2 separate regions of the Salmo salar genome follow, and region 2 is linked to region 1. Evidence: chromatin contacts called from public Hi-C data. All regions are on one chromosome and are shown on one strand. The core of a region is the stretch at or near the end of the contact, and the rest is flanking DNA. Distances in the headings are between cores, read along the strand shown.

Region 1 (7,364 bases), core at 1,273-3,772:
AAATAAAAGATCCCATAAATTGTCCATACACCCAAAGCTTATTTCTCTCATTTTGTGCACATTTGTTTACATCCCTCTTAGTGAGCATTTTCTCCTTTACCAAGATAATCCATCCACCTGACAGATTTGGCATATCAAGAATTGTGTTAAATGGAATTATCATTACACAGTTGCACCTTGTGCTGGGGACAAAAGGCCACTAAAATGTGCAGTTTTGTCACTACACAATGCCACAAATGTCATGAGGGAGCATGCAATTGGCATGCTCACTGTAGGAATGTCTACCAGAGCTGTTGCCAGAGAATTTAATATGCATTTCTCTACCATAAGCCACCAACATCGTTTTAGAGAATTTGGCAGTACGTCCACCGGCCTCACAACCGCAGACCGCGTGTGGTCGAGCGGTTTGCTTATGTCAACGTTGTGAACTGAATGCCCCATGGTGGCGATAGGGTTATGGTATGGGCAGGCATAAGCTACGGACAATGAACATAATTGCATTTAATCGATTGCAATTTGAATGCACAGCGATACCGTGACGAAGTCCTGAGGCCCATTGTGAGGTGCTTTTTTTTAAGGTATCTTAAACCAACAGATGCATATCTGTATTCCCAGTCACGTGAAATCCATAGATTAGGGCCTAATGAATCCTCTCTGACGTTGTGCAATACAAAATGGCTGAAAGGGTGTGTCTCTGTCTGGGTCTAGGCATGGTTGTGACTTGGCTGGGGTCGATGTGTAAAATATCCCCGGCTCTTCCTGGGGCTGCTGACAATGTTTTTGTTTCAGTGTTTCATTCCAATAGGAGGGGTGTCACATTCTAGAGGGATTTGGGGAGTGCCTGGGTGAGGCTATGGGCACAGGGGTCTAGAAGTGTGTTAACCCCCTCCACTTACTAACACTTGTGTGATTCACTGTGTAAGTGGGGGCAAGCGCTCATCGAGCAAGCAGCATGTCCTTTCATGCTCCCACTAAAATAGTAGGCCTATGTACATTTAGATTTAGTCAATAAATAGGTTGGTAGAAAATTACTTTGCAACAGCGGTAAAAATATAACGTTGCCCCAACGTTGTTAATTTGCCAAGCCATTCATGTCCATTTGGCCAGTGATGTCATCATGTTGGGAGGGAGAGGGGACTTTGCGATGAGCGAACACTTTCATGTTTTTCTATGTCCTAGTAACCTTTTTATCCTGTGATGTATTATCATTACTGATCACGCACAGTCAATTCTACATGTTATTCACAGCGTATTACTACCATTATACTGCATGGTGGCCTGGTCCATTGGGAGAGCCTCTTCTAGGGCGTCAGGTGGCCTAGCAGTTAGAGCATTGGGTCAGTAACCGAAAGGTTGCTGGCTCGAATACCTGAGCCGACAAGGTGAAAAAATGTCAATGTGCCCTTGAGCAAGGCACTAACCATAATTTTCTCCATGGCCCTCGTACTACTATGGCTGACCCTGTAAAACAACAAATTTCACTGCACCAATCCAGTGTATGTTACAATAAAACACAGAGAGAGTACCAGTCAAAGGTTTGGACACCTACTCATTTCATCCCCCTTGACGTTTTTCCTATTTTGTTGCATTACAGCCTGTAATTTAAATAGATTTTAATTTGGATTTCATGTAATGGACATACACAAAATATTCCAAATTGGTGAAGTGAAATGAAAAAAATGACTTGTTCCAAAAATTCTAAAAAACAAACAATAGAAAAGTGGTGCGTGCAACCCCCCCCAAAAAAAACAATTTTAATTCCAGGTTGTAAGGCAACAAAATAGGAAAAATGCCAAGAAGGTGAATACTTTCGCAAGCCACTGTACTGTTTTCTACATTGTAGAATAATAGTTTTGATGTCTTCACTATGAAGTAACACATGAAATCATGTAGTAACCCAAAAAGTGTTAAACAAATCATCATTTATTTTAGATTCTTCAAAGTAGCCACCTTTTGCCTTGAGGACAGCTTTGCACACTCTTATCATTCTCTCAACCAGATTCACCTGGATTGCTTTTCCAACAGTCTTGAAGGAGTTCCCACATATGCTGAGCACTTGTTGGCTGCTTTTCCTTCACTCTTCAGTCCAACTCATCCCAAGCTATCTCAGTTGGGTTGAGGTTGGGTGATTGTGGAGGCCAGGTCATCTGATGCAGAACTCCGTCACTCTCCTTCTTGATCCAATAGCCCTTACACAGCCTGGAGGTGTGTTGGGTCATTGTCCTGTTGAAAAACAAATGTTAGTCGCACTAAGCGCAAACCAGATGGGATGGCGTATCACTGCAGATTGCTGTGGTAGCCATGCTGGTTCAGTGTGCCTGAGTTCACTAGCCGTTTGTCTTAGTCATATATTTTGGCTGTGTGGAGCTTTCCTGTCCAGTTATATCCCTCTCCTCCAACTCTCCATCAGTCACTCCCATATGAGCTGTCCATTTTCCTCTGTATCAAGGTTACAGTACTAAGCTGTTCTGGTTGCTCTCTCTCTTTCCATAACACAGAGCACCACAAAGGAATGCATTTGTGTTACACACACCCAAGCTTGCGTCACACAAATACACAGGCACACACACACAGACATCTAGGACTCTCAAGAGAGTCAAGTGATGGCTCAGACATGTCAGTGTACTTTTAATAGCCTGGTAGGTCCAGACAAGTATAATGTGGTTATATGATTGGAAGTAACTTTTATTGGGGGTTAGTGCCAAAGGGAACGGATACCAGGGGGAACACCTTTTTGGGTATATTGTTTCATTTTTCTGGCTCATGAGTTATTTGGAACCTTTTGACAAGCAGTGAAGTTCAGTGGACTTTAAAACAGAATTTGCCCACAATGTGTGGTCTGTCACTCACGTCACCTCCTCCCCCTGGCTAACTTGGTGACCCTCCTCTCCCTGTGTGACTGAGTGCTCAGTGGTTCCCTAATCACATGCCTCTCTGCTGAAGCACTTGGAAAATATGTCATCGAGCTAGTTTCCACCAAGGCAGGCATAACTCCTTTAACACGCTTACACCAGCTCTGACAGGGCCCAGATTCCAGCTCTGTCCTCCTCACGCCTGCATGCAACCTCCATCCAACAACTTCCAGTCCAGGGCACAGTGGTGCTGGCACCAATGTCAGCTCCGGCGGCCTGTCGTGTGGCTGTGGCCCGGCACAGAGGAATAAATTTTTACATTTTAGTCATTTTAGCAGACGCTCTTATCCAGAGCGACTTACAGTAGTGAATGCATACATTTCATACATTTTTTTTTTCCTGGCCCCCCGTGGGAATCGAACCCACAACCCTTGGCGTTGCAAACACCATGCTCTACCAACTGAGCTACAAGGAAGGCTGTTAATACAGTTATCACAGTTATCACGTGCTGATTGGTATAGGCTTAGAGACCACCACCAGCTTGTCCTTCAGAATGTATCCCTGTCAAAAGGGGGAATGTTCCATAGAGGATTCCCAATGATATCCATCTTTCCTCCTGCGTCAACCTCCTATTCCCCCCCGACGTCAGCCCATTTAGGATTTTCCACCCTCATGGTCTTGAAAACCACATTCACTGCTTATCTCTGCATATTATGGCCTGTGCCCTAGCGACCTAATACGTCAGACCAAACAGGGCTACAGGGACAAATATGGTTCAATTTGCCCCTTTCCATTGCAGCTATCTGTTTGTCAGAGGACATATTGTATTTCAGTGGTTATGATTGTGTTCAGCCCCGGCCAGGGCGGTCAGGCATCCCCAAAATGCCGTCATTGGTCAGTGCCCCACGTGCGTTAGGAAAGGACGGAGGTCATTCCAGAACTCCCTACAAATAGATTCTCAGGGGATTTTTCCAAAATGCTATAAAAGATGGAAATGTGTGTTTGAAGTGGTACTTGGTACTGATCGTTCATTGACAGTCAAAGTAAATAATGTAGTGTTGCATCTATGAGAACATACTGTCAGGCCAGGAGTATTACATTATCCATTATTAGGTGTCTGACTCCCTTGCCAAGTATTTTCTTAAATAATTAATTTGGCTAATATTAGCCCTGCATGATAAACACATCCTTAACAAGCAGTTAATGTCAGATGTCAACTGGACGGTAAAAATAGACACATCTGACTAATTAACTCTGAAGTTTTTCTTGGCTGACTGGCTGTATCAAGTAACGTCAACAGAAATAATACACCAACCTGACTAAACATAGCCAGATAGCTATCTCGCTGGACTTAGGCTGCAGTATTAACCTTGACTAGGGTCTTTATTCCCCAGACTATTCTAGACAGTGTGAGGATTTTGTGCAACATCTGTTAATATAAATTATTCAGAGAATAATGCAATCCTAGAAATAAAACATTGAGAAGTGTCTTTGGTGTGGAGAATTCTCCCCTCACAAGTTTTATAGCTACGGGATGCTTTTCTCTGGCAGTGGGTAGTTAAGAAGTCGAGCCACAAATTCCTTTTCGGCTGCTTATGAACTCAAGTCTGTCCTTTTGATCTCTCAAGTCTCCCCTACATTAGTCATATGATATAATAGTGTAGATATAGACGGTCAGTTTGAAGTTGCTGCTCTGACTCACTCCTGGTTTCTCTAATGTAATCTCTCAGGAGTAAATGCTGTTACTGCATATGGATAACATCTTCAGTACATGCCTTCTCAGAAATCATCTATTGAGAGCAGTAAGTCATCAGTTTGTGCGATGTATATGTAACTGGGGAAGTTACGGGTGAGGAAAGATGGCTACATTTGATTTGCATCTATTTGTACAGTAGTACAGTCCCTTTGTGGAATTTACTGGCATATCCTGCTAATGTTAGACTATTCTCAAAACACCTGACTTCCCAGTCTGCAGTCTAGAGTGCAATGAACCCTCAGCTGTAGATTTACAGCCCACACTAGGCTGTTATCAAATCAAGTCAAATTTTATTTGTCACATACACACATTTAGCAGATGTTATTGCGGGTGTAGCAAAATGCTTGTGTTCCTAGCTCCAACAGTGCAGTAATATCTAACAGTTCACAACAACACACACATGTAAAATAATGAAATTAAGAAATATATAAGTATTAGGACGAGCAATGTCGGCATTGTGGCATTGACTAAAATACAGTAGAATAAGGTATATACATATGAAATGAGTAAAGCAGTATGTAAACATTATTAAAGTGACCAGTGATTCCAAGTCTATGTATATAGGATGGTAGCCGACTAGTGATGGCTATTTAACAGTCTGATGGCCTTGAGATAGAAGCTGTTTTTCAGTCTCTCGGTCCCAGCTTTGATGCACCTGTATTGGCCTCGCCTTCTGGATGATAGCAGGGTGAACAGGCAATGGCTCGGGTGGATGTTGTCCTTGATGATCTTTTTGGCCTTCCTGTGACATCGGGTGCTGTAGGTGTCCTGGAGGGCAGGTAGTTTGCCCCCGGTGATGCGTTGGGCAGACCGCACCACCCTCTGGAGAGCCCTGCGGTTGCGGGCGGTGCAGTTGCCGTACCAGGCAGTGATACAGCCCGACAGGATGCTCTCGATTATGCATCTGTAAAAGTTTGAGTGTTTTTGGTGACAAGCCAAATTTCTTCAGCCTCCTGAGGATGAAGAGGCGCTGCTGCACCTTCTTCACCACATTGTCTGTGTGGGTGGACCATTTCAGATCGTCAGTGATGTGTACGCCGAGGAACTTGAAGCTTTCCACCCTTTATCAGAGAAGGGGGAGAGAGAAAGGACCTGGCAGAGGGAGAGAGGAAAGTCAGGGAGGATGAGGGAGGCGGGGAGAAAGAGAGCCTGGGACCGAACCAGAAGGAGACAGGAATGAATGACGTCTCTCTCCAGTGACGATGGTGTGCTATTTGAAGCGTGTGATAGGGAGAAGGCCGCAGCCAGCGCGCTCTACTCCCCTGACGTCACAGATGAAATCAGGCTGCTCTGCTAGCCTTGGCTGGCTGGGCAGGCGGGGCCCTGTGACTGATAATGACCTTCTGTATCAATGATTAGATTACTGCAGCCAGGAGAGAGGAGAGGATACAGGGGAATTGTCAGTGTGCTGCAGGTCTGCAGCCAGTCGCTGCAGAGCAGAGCCCCTGCTCTGAGAGAGAACCATGAGAGGGGGAGATGCAGGGAAAGAGAGAGATTGCGAGGAGAAATGGAGTAAATAAAGACTGCATGAAGAGAGCGAGAGAAAAAAGGGGGAGGAGTGCCCGTCCAGTGCTGATTAAATTAGCCTAGCTAGTCCAACGCTAAGCCCAGGATAATCAAGGATTAGTGGCCAGGGGATTCTGCAGAGTCCAGGCATGTAGGTGTGGATGTGTTCATGCATGTGTGTGGGAGGAGGGTGAGTGGGTGGTTTCTCAACTTGTTTGGACCGAGATAGGAAATGGGTGTATCTTGTACTGATCATTGTGTACTGTACACAGTATATCTGTGCACAGTATCTGCATCAGCCCTGATACTGCCTAATTCAGCCCTGAACCTTAGTCACTGTTACTAGCCGGCTACCACCCAGTACTCTACCCTGCATCTTAGAGACTGCTGCCCTATGTACATAGTCATTGAACACTTTTCACTTTAATGTTTACATACTGTTTTACCCACTTTATATGTATATACTGTATTCTAGTCAAGGCTCATCCTGTATAACTACTGCTGTACACACCTTTTCTATTCATATACTGTCCATACTGTCTATATTCAGGACTCTGACATTGCTCGTTCTGATATTTCTTAATTTCTTTCTTTTAACTTTTTGGATTATGTATGTATTGTTTTGTATTGCTCGGCATTACTGCATTGTTCAAGCTAGAAATATAAGCATTTTGCTGCACCTGCAAATGTGTGTACCTGTACACTTCGATTTGACCTATTATATGTACTTTGCTCCTTTAGAAAACACAGGAACAGCAACATGGCAGTGTCTATTATGTCAATGACCGCTGGCTGGAAAGGTGTGGTAAAACTAATGGGATTTATATTCATAAGGCCAGTCTCAAAGAAGTCACTAAGACTTAACAGAAGAAATGAGTGATGTACCAGAAGTTCATTCCTCAGTGCCAAGGTGTCCCATGTTCTACTCTGCCGGGCACTTCCCATTCCATGAACTGACGTTTAACCTTTTTCCAGTCCACACTATGTCCCTATGACACACTGCATCTGGCTGCCAAACAAGCATATAAACAAATTGAGTTAACACCCTCCCGGCGTGACCAATTTCACCGCTATAAAGGTTCTTATCGAGCTCGGGTGGGCGGGGAGTCTTTTTGTGGTGCCTTTCAATGTGACAACACCACTGCCATAAAAGGCAGCAATTATCAGGTCCACTTTGTGGGGGTGTTAAGTTTACGACGTTTGGATCTGGCTGTGCTCTGTAAGAGTGGCTGCTGGGATGGAGGGGTGAT
Region 2 (7,364 bases), core at 2,473-4,972, 110 kb after region 1:
TACAGTAGGTTGTGACATATGGTCCCATAGGCACAGCTTCCGTTGTTCTAATTCAGCAAGGTTGTATTCTATTAGGAATAGTTTTTTTTATTTTACTCTCACACTATTAGGAGTTTGTCGGTGGCAGAAATGTCCCCAAAATAGACTGTTTCCCGATGGCCGTTTTTTATGGAACACTAGTCAATTTCTCTGCATGTCAAAGTCCTGCTGTGTTGTTTCTTCACAGTCCAGTGTGCGCTGACCACTAAAGACATAGTCGTCATTCTGGATGTTTGGTGTCTTTGTTGTCTGGTCGGTGTCCGTGGTTACTGAGTCAAGGAGTCTGTGTCTCTGTGGTGGTGTTGGCTATACACTATTATGTAAGTAAAGTTGAGTCTGACTGGTATTTCCAGTGTGAAAGCAGGGAGTTTCTGCTCAGTGGAATTTCAATTACATTGTGTCTGACTTCTTGGACAGAGTGACTTCTTCTGTTTGTTATCTTTGACAAGATAATAGGGAGTTACATCACCTCTGGAGAAGAGAAGAGCCTCTCTCTCTTTATCAACATCACCTCTGGAGGAGAGAAGAGCCTCTCTCTTTATCAACATCACCGCTGGAGGAGAGAAGAGCCTCTCTCTTTATCAACATCACCTCTGGAGGAGAGAAGAGCCTCTCTCTTTATCAACATCACCTCTGGAGGAGAGAACAGCCTCTCTCTTTATCAACATAACCTCTGGAGGAGATAAGAGCTTCTCTCTTTATCCACATCAGCTCTGGAGGAGAGAAGAGCCTCTCTCTTTATCAACATAACCTCTGGAGGAGAGAAGAGCCTCTCTCTCTTTATCAACATCACCTCTGGAGGAGAGAAGAGCCTCTCTCTCTTTATCAACATCACCTCTGGAGGAGAGAAGAGCCTCTCTCTCTTTATCAACATCACCTCTGGAGGAGAGAAGAGCCTCTCTCTTTATCAACATAACCTCTGGAGGAGAGAAGAGCCTCTCTCTCTTTATCAACATCACCTCTGGAGGAAAGAAGAGCCTCTCTCTTTATCAACATCACCTCTGGAGGAGAGAAGAGCCTCTCTCTTTATCAACATCACCTCTGGAGGAGAGAAGAGCCTCTCTCTTTATCAACATAACCTCTGGAGGAGAGAAGAGCCTCTCTCTTTATCAACATCACCTCTGGAGGAGAGAAGAGCCTCTCTCTTTATCAACATCACCTCTGGAGGAGAGAAGAGCCTCTCTCTTTATCAACATCACCTCTGGAGGAGAGAAGAGCCTCTCTCTTTATCAACATCACCTCTGGAGGAGAGAAGAGCCTCTCTCTCTATATCAACATCACCTCTGGAGGAGAGAAGAGCCTCTCTCTCTTTATCAACATCACCTCTGGAGAAGAGAAGAGCCTCTCTCTTTATCAACATCACCTCTGGAGGAGAGAAGAGCCTCTCTCTTTATCAACATCACCTCTGGAGGAGAGAAGAGCCTCTCTCTCTATATCAACATCACCTCTGGAGGAGAGAAGAGCCTCTCTCTTTATCAACATCACCTCTGGAGGAGAGAAGAGCCTCTCTCTTTATCAACATCACCTCTGGAGGAGAGAAGAGCCTCTCTCTTTATCAACATCACCTCTGGAGGAGAGAAGAGCCTCTCTCTCTTTATCAACATCACCTCTGGAGGAGAGAAGAGCCTCTCTCTTTATCAACATCACCTCTGGAGGAGAGAAGAGCCTCTCTCTTTATCAACATCACCTCTGGAGGAGAGAAGAGCCTCTCTCTTCATCAACATCACCTCTGGAGGAGAGAAGAGCCTCTCTCTTCATCAACATCACCTCTGGAGGAGAGAAGAGCCTCTCTCTATATCAACATCACCTCTGGAGGAGAGAAGAGCCTCTCTCTTTATCAACATCACCTCTGGAGGAGAGAAGAGCCTCTCTCTTTATCAATCTACTGTAGTAGGCTTACTGCTTCAATCAAAACAACACACTGCTAGACTAATCTTGCAATTGCCGTATTGATTCAAGTGTAACCTTGACAAATTTGTGTTTAATAATTCAGGAAACCTAGAACCTCAAGTAATGTAGAAATAGAAGCGTTTATCCATTATGTTATTGTTGCTAAGATCCATTGGTGCGCTATGCAATTTAATCTCAAGATATTTGTGGTGGAGTGAGAAACATGAGGTTTGGACAAAGGTCGTTTGCTGCAGGGTTAAGGCAACCTCGGCTAAGTATCATTCAAGCTTCCTCTAGCAGAAAAGCCCTTTAATCCCGACACAGACAAACGGCATGCTGATGACAGAGCAAGAGGTCACACTGAACGATGAATGCTTATAATGATGAGCCAGTCCTCCTTACTTCCCTTTCCCACGTATATACACACACACACCCACGCACACTCACAAACCACGTACGTAAACACACTCTGGCTCCTTCACACAGTAGATTAACAGATATCATTGTGTATACGGGAAGCCAAAACTCCTTTTTCTGATGGAATCACATTTCTTGCCCTCTTCGACACAACTCTCCCACCCCCATGCATTGCATCTCACCTTCATCATTGCCCCTGAACCCAAAGCTCAAGGCAGTCTTACCCAAACTTCTCTCCCTCCCTCTCCCTCCCTCTCCTTTGTCGCCCTCCTTGGCAGCTGTGTCAATACACACAGGGCCTTGGCCCTAAACAAACCCTGGCCAGAGCTATTGTACATGCTCACCTTGTAGAACTAACTACAGGAAGTCTGGACTGACAACTCTATAAATGGCTGCAGTCAGCCCCCAGAACTACATCGATTTTTACAAAATCAATGCCGAGATTGCGCTGGCATATTAGGACTTTGCCATAGCATAAATTTCACAATTAATTGTTGCCTGTGAGGCCCAGCTGTGCAAATTAAAGTTCTCTGAAAAGAGCGATGGTGGTGTGGGTTGTCATATAATGAGGGCCCTCTCTGTTTGAGTAGACTGGGATGCTGACTGGGAGGGCCTGGACAGCTGTCCTCCATATCTCAACCCAGAATGGACAAACTTGGTTCCTGTCCAAAAGAAACGGGAGCTCCCTTGATTTGACAGACCTTCAAAAAACCACATCAGACTTGTCTACTTATTTGGGTTTCTTCTTGGTAAAAGGAAAAGGCAACTTATGGGTCTGAATGACATTTGTGTTCATTTTTCATTTCCCGTTTCTTTGTAGCTCTTTCTTAAATAATTTTTGGACACACTCATTTCCTTTTTGCCCCATGGGCCTTTATTGCTAACATAAATTGCTAGTGCAGGCTTTCTCTCCAGAATCAGACCTCTGGTCAAGGAGTTTAGCTGGACATTATTCTAACTGCTGGACATGATTTATCTTTCATTTGGACATTTTCCTGTCTCTCATTTCCACTTTTGTATGTTTTTTCACCCCGTCCGTTGTTTTGTGTCATAACAAAGTACGGTGCCCTAACCTATACCCCTTCCTCTATTTTCATACACTCTGCTTGGAGTGTGACTTCGTGTTCGCCTTTCCACTCCCTAGTGTTTCTCTGCCTGATTTTCAGTAGAGCAGCGATGCACAAAGCCTGGTAAGTTACTCTCTCTCCTGGTCATGGGGGGTTAGGCTATTTTATTTCGGAAGGCATGTCTATCTGGGTCGTATGACGTCAGTGGCTTGGAGGGTGACTGGGAGCTGAGGTAGGTCTGTGCGTCTGTGGGCCCATTACTGCTCCCCCTGTCCTGCTGTGTAGTGTAGGTGAGTCATGTCTGCCATCTCCTTTATGGGACCAGTGCCACAGTGGATCTGAAACTGGAGAGCCATGTGCTGACAGCCGCCTGCTGCCCCTGACTCTCCAGAATATTAATGGTAGCTGCAGGCGCTGCCAGCTCTCTGTTTCCACCACTCGGCCTGATAACATGTAAAGGTTCTGGAGTTAGCGAGCTCCTCCTGGCCTCGCCGCAGGCTTGGCTCAGGGTCCTGCCGGGATCACAGCATCACGCAGCCCGGTGAGTAACGGGCATGGCTGGGTCTAGGGACACACGCACAGATGCACGCAGACAGCACTTATGCACGCATGCATGCACTGAGGCACACTCTCTCTTCCTCTCGCTCTCTTCCTCTCTCTCTCCCCGTCTCTCTTTTCCTCTCTCTCTCTTTCTCTCTCTCACACACATGCACGCACAAGCGTACACACGCACACTATTCAGGGCTCTGTCTGTCCCTCTCGGCCCTGCAGCTCAGCAGTTAGAGACAATGGGAAAACACTGGGGTAGAGGTACTGCCAGTTGAGGTACAGGGGAATAATGCAGGCAGGCCAGGTCTGGACAGTGGCTACAAAAGTTCCGGAGTATGACCTGCTCTCAGGGAAAATGCCACAGCTACCAAAGACAACCTACAACCCATCTAAACAGCCTGTAGGTAGAGGACAGCCTGAGATTCACACAGGAGTCTCTGAGGCTAGAGGGCACCGGGAGCAGACATGACGTACCCTCTAGCTACATGCAATGATAAGGACTTGTCCACACTTCGAAATAGTAAAGATAAACACTTGCTCTTCAGGTTATTTCATGGCCCTCGGGTTCTAAATTTGGCCCTGGTAAGAACCGAGCACATCTCAAACAGCCCAACATGTGGCTGGGGGCCATTTCCTGGAGTCTCTGACCTTTCTGTCTCTCTGCCGGAGATGAAGATCTGTGAGGCCCAGCTGCTGACACATCAACCAACAGAGAGAGAAAGAGAGAGAGAAAAATAAAAGAAAAAGCAGGGCTGAACAATGCTCTTGAGCGGTGATTGTTGTGACTAAAACCCTAGTGAATGCAGAACTAGGGTACTGTCCCCCGGTCGCCCAGCACAGGAAGCTGCCCTTTTGTATTGGGTTTTTTAACACAGAGACAAAATGCTGACCACACACCACAGACCCCTACATACAGCGCAAGCACTTTAACTGGTGGCCTTTACATTGGTTGGTTGGCTCTCTGATACTGAAGTTAAGTATATAAAAAAAAACATATTTTTAAGAGCTCTTTGAAAATGACCTCCCCTCCTTGTGTGTTGACTCTGTTTGCTTTCTCCAGGTGTTCTCGACAGAGGTCATCTTTTCAACTCTGCACAGCGATAAATCATGACTGGGCAAAGTGAAAGAGGCCTCAGAACTGTCTCTGTCTTACTTGCAGATCTCAACAAAACTCCACTTCCCATGGCTTTGTACAGTATACTGTTCGTCGGCAGTTTTTTCCGCTCTACAGGTTGCTTCCTCCTATTTATTTAACCCCCTAATGTCAATGTCCGCACCCCCCCGGACATCTAATTAGCATAATTAAAAAATCCCCATAAAAATCTGTCAGTTTAAGCTAGAGATCTTTTTTTTTGGCATTGGATGCGTCTCAATCCACCACATCGCCATATGTAACCCTTCCGCATCTGCGGTGAAAGGTGACAGAGCTAGAGTGGTGTTTGTCAGACAGTGAGACATCCCAAAAATCGTTTATCTCACAAAATCGGCTGTAGTATCCGAATGATTTGGCCTACAACCTTTTGAGATGCTCATGTGTTCTCAGTTTTGCACTGAGACCCCCACAAGCATCTTGGGACTCGTCTGAAGTTGGTACAGCCGATCTGCCAACTTCTGTCTGTAGCGTCCGAACAGTTTGGACTACACACCCCTCGGTGTAAAGGTTAGACTGTCACAAACACGTACATGTCAGTTGATTTGCTCTTGGATGCCCACAGGCCTAACACGACTTGTCTGAAGGTCCCTTGGTACCAGTTGAAACAATTAATGGAAGAAGACTGTATATGGAGACTGTTTAGCGCCAAAAATAAGGGGTTAGATACATGTAAAAAATTATAATAATATAATCCTGATCTTTCTTATTCGCCACATGGCCAAAGGTATGTGGACACCTGCTCATTGAACATCTCATTCCAAAATCATGGGCATTAATATGGAGTTGGTCCCCCCTCTGCTGCTATAACAGCCTCCACTCTTCTGGGAAGGCTTTCCACTAGATGTTGGAACATTACTGTGGGGACTTGCTTCCATTCAGCCACAAAAGCATTAGTGAGCTTGGGCACTGATGTTGGGTGATTACGCCTGGCTCGCAGTCAGTCTGTGTTCCAATTCATCCCAAAGGTGTTCAATGGGGTTGAGGTCAGGGCTCTGTGCAGGCCAGTCAAGCTCTTCCACAACAATCTCGACAAATCATTTCTCTATGGACCTAGCTTTGTGCACGGGGGCATTGTCATGCTGAAACAGGAAAGGGCCTTCCCCAAATTGTTGCCACAAAGTTGGAAGCAAAGAATTGTCTAGAATGCGTTTCCACTGCTCCAGAGTCCAATGGCGGCTAGCTTTACACCACCCCAACCGACACTTGGCATTGCACATGATGATCTTAGGCTTGTGTGTGGCTGCTTGGCCATGGAAACTTATTTAATGAAGCTCCCAACAAACAGTTATTGTGCCGACGTTGTTTCCAGAGGCAGTTTGGAACATGGTAGTGAGTGTTGCAACCGAGGACGTACAATTTTTCCCGCTACGTGCTTCAGTACTCGGTGGTCCTGTTTTGTGAGCTTGTGTGGCCTACCACTTCGCTGCTGAGCCATTGCTTGATTTTATATATTATTTTGATACTTCAAGGGGTCTTCAAATAAAAAATCAAACAGCTAAATTATGCTTGGTAGGACCTTCTTAAAATATTCCATATAACTTAGTAGAACCCCGCCTCTCCCGGCTTAGACTCTTCTTTTTTTTTTAAACAGCCACAGCATTATATTTATCATGAATCAATGTGCTTTTTTATGCAATCAGAGTGAACACAGTCTGAGTATATGATTTGAATTATATTAGGTTGCAGTGGTAGAAAAAGTACCCAATTGTCATACTTGTGTAAAAGTAAAGATACCTCCATAGAAAATGACTCAAGTAAAAGTGAAAGTCACCCAGTAAAATACTAGTTGAGTAAAAGTCTAAAAGTATTTGGTGTTAAATATACTTAAGTATCAAAAGTAAATGTAATTGCTAAAATATACTTAAGTATCAAAAGTAAATCTAAAAGTATGAATCACTTCAAATTCCTTATATTAAGCAAACTAGACAGCACAAATGTTTTCATATATATATTATTTTTACGGACAGCCAGGGGCACACTCCAACACTCAGACATGATTTACAAACTAAGAATTTGTGTTTAGTGAGTCTGTCAGATCAGAGGCAGTAGGGATGTCCAGGGATTTTCCCTTGATAAGTGTGTGAATTGGACCATTTTCTGTCCTGCTAAGCATTCAAAATCTAACTAGTACTTTTGGATGTCAGGGAAATGTCTGGAGTAAAAAGTACATTACTTTCTTTATGAATGTAGTAAAGTAAAAGTAACAGTTGTCAAAAATATGAATAGTAAAGTACAGATACCCCAAAAAA

The links. A called contact is a pair of places that touch in the nucleus more often than the background predicts.
Region 2: a Hi-C map of muscle shows a contact between it and region 1, with 3 times the contacts expected there. The contact joins two enhancer-like sites. A contact is called at or near these places in 2 of 3 Hi-C or Micro-C datasets (gill and muscle).

The regions. Positions count from the first base shown.
Region 1 is chrssa16:38,351,014-38,358,377 of Ssal_v3.1, forward strand. No RefSeq gene overlaps it. Among protein-coding and RNA genes, the nearest start is that of LOC106573601, 7.8 kb to the right of the region's middle. Within about 2 kb of position 2,523, at least 2 of the 13 cell types and tissues checked have an H3K27ac peak or open chromatin away from gene starts, as enhancers often do. A contact at or near this core is called in muscle, where this site is marked.
Region 2 is chrssa16:38,460,994-38,468,357 of Ssal_v3.1, forward strand. No RefSeq gene overlaps it. Among protein-coding and RNA genes, the nearest start is that of LOC106573597, 88 kb to the right of the region's middle. Within about 2 kb of position 3,723, at least 2 of the 13 cell types and tissues checked have an H3K27ac peak or open chromatin away from gene starts, as enhancers often do. A contact at or near this core is called in muscle, where this site is marked.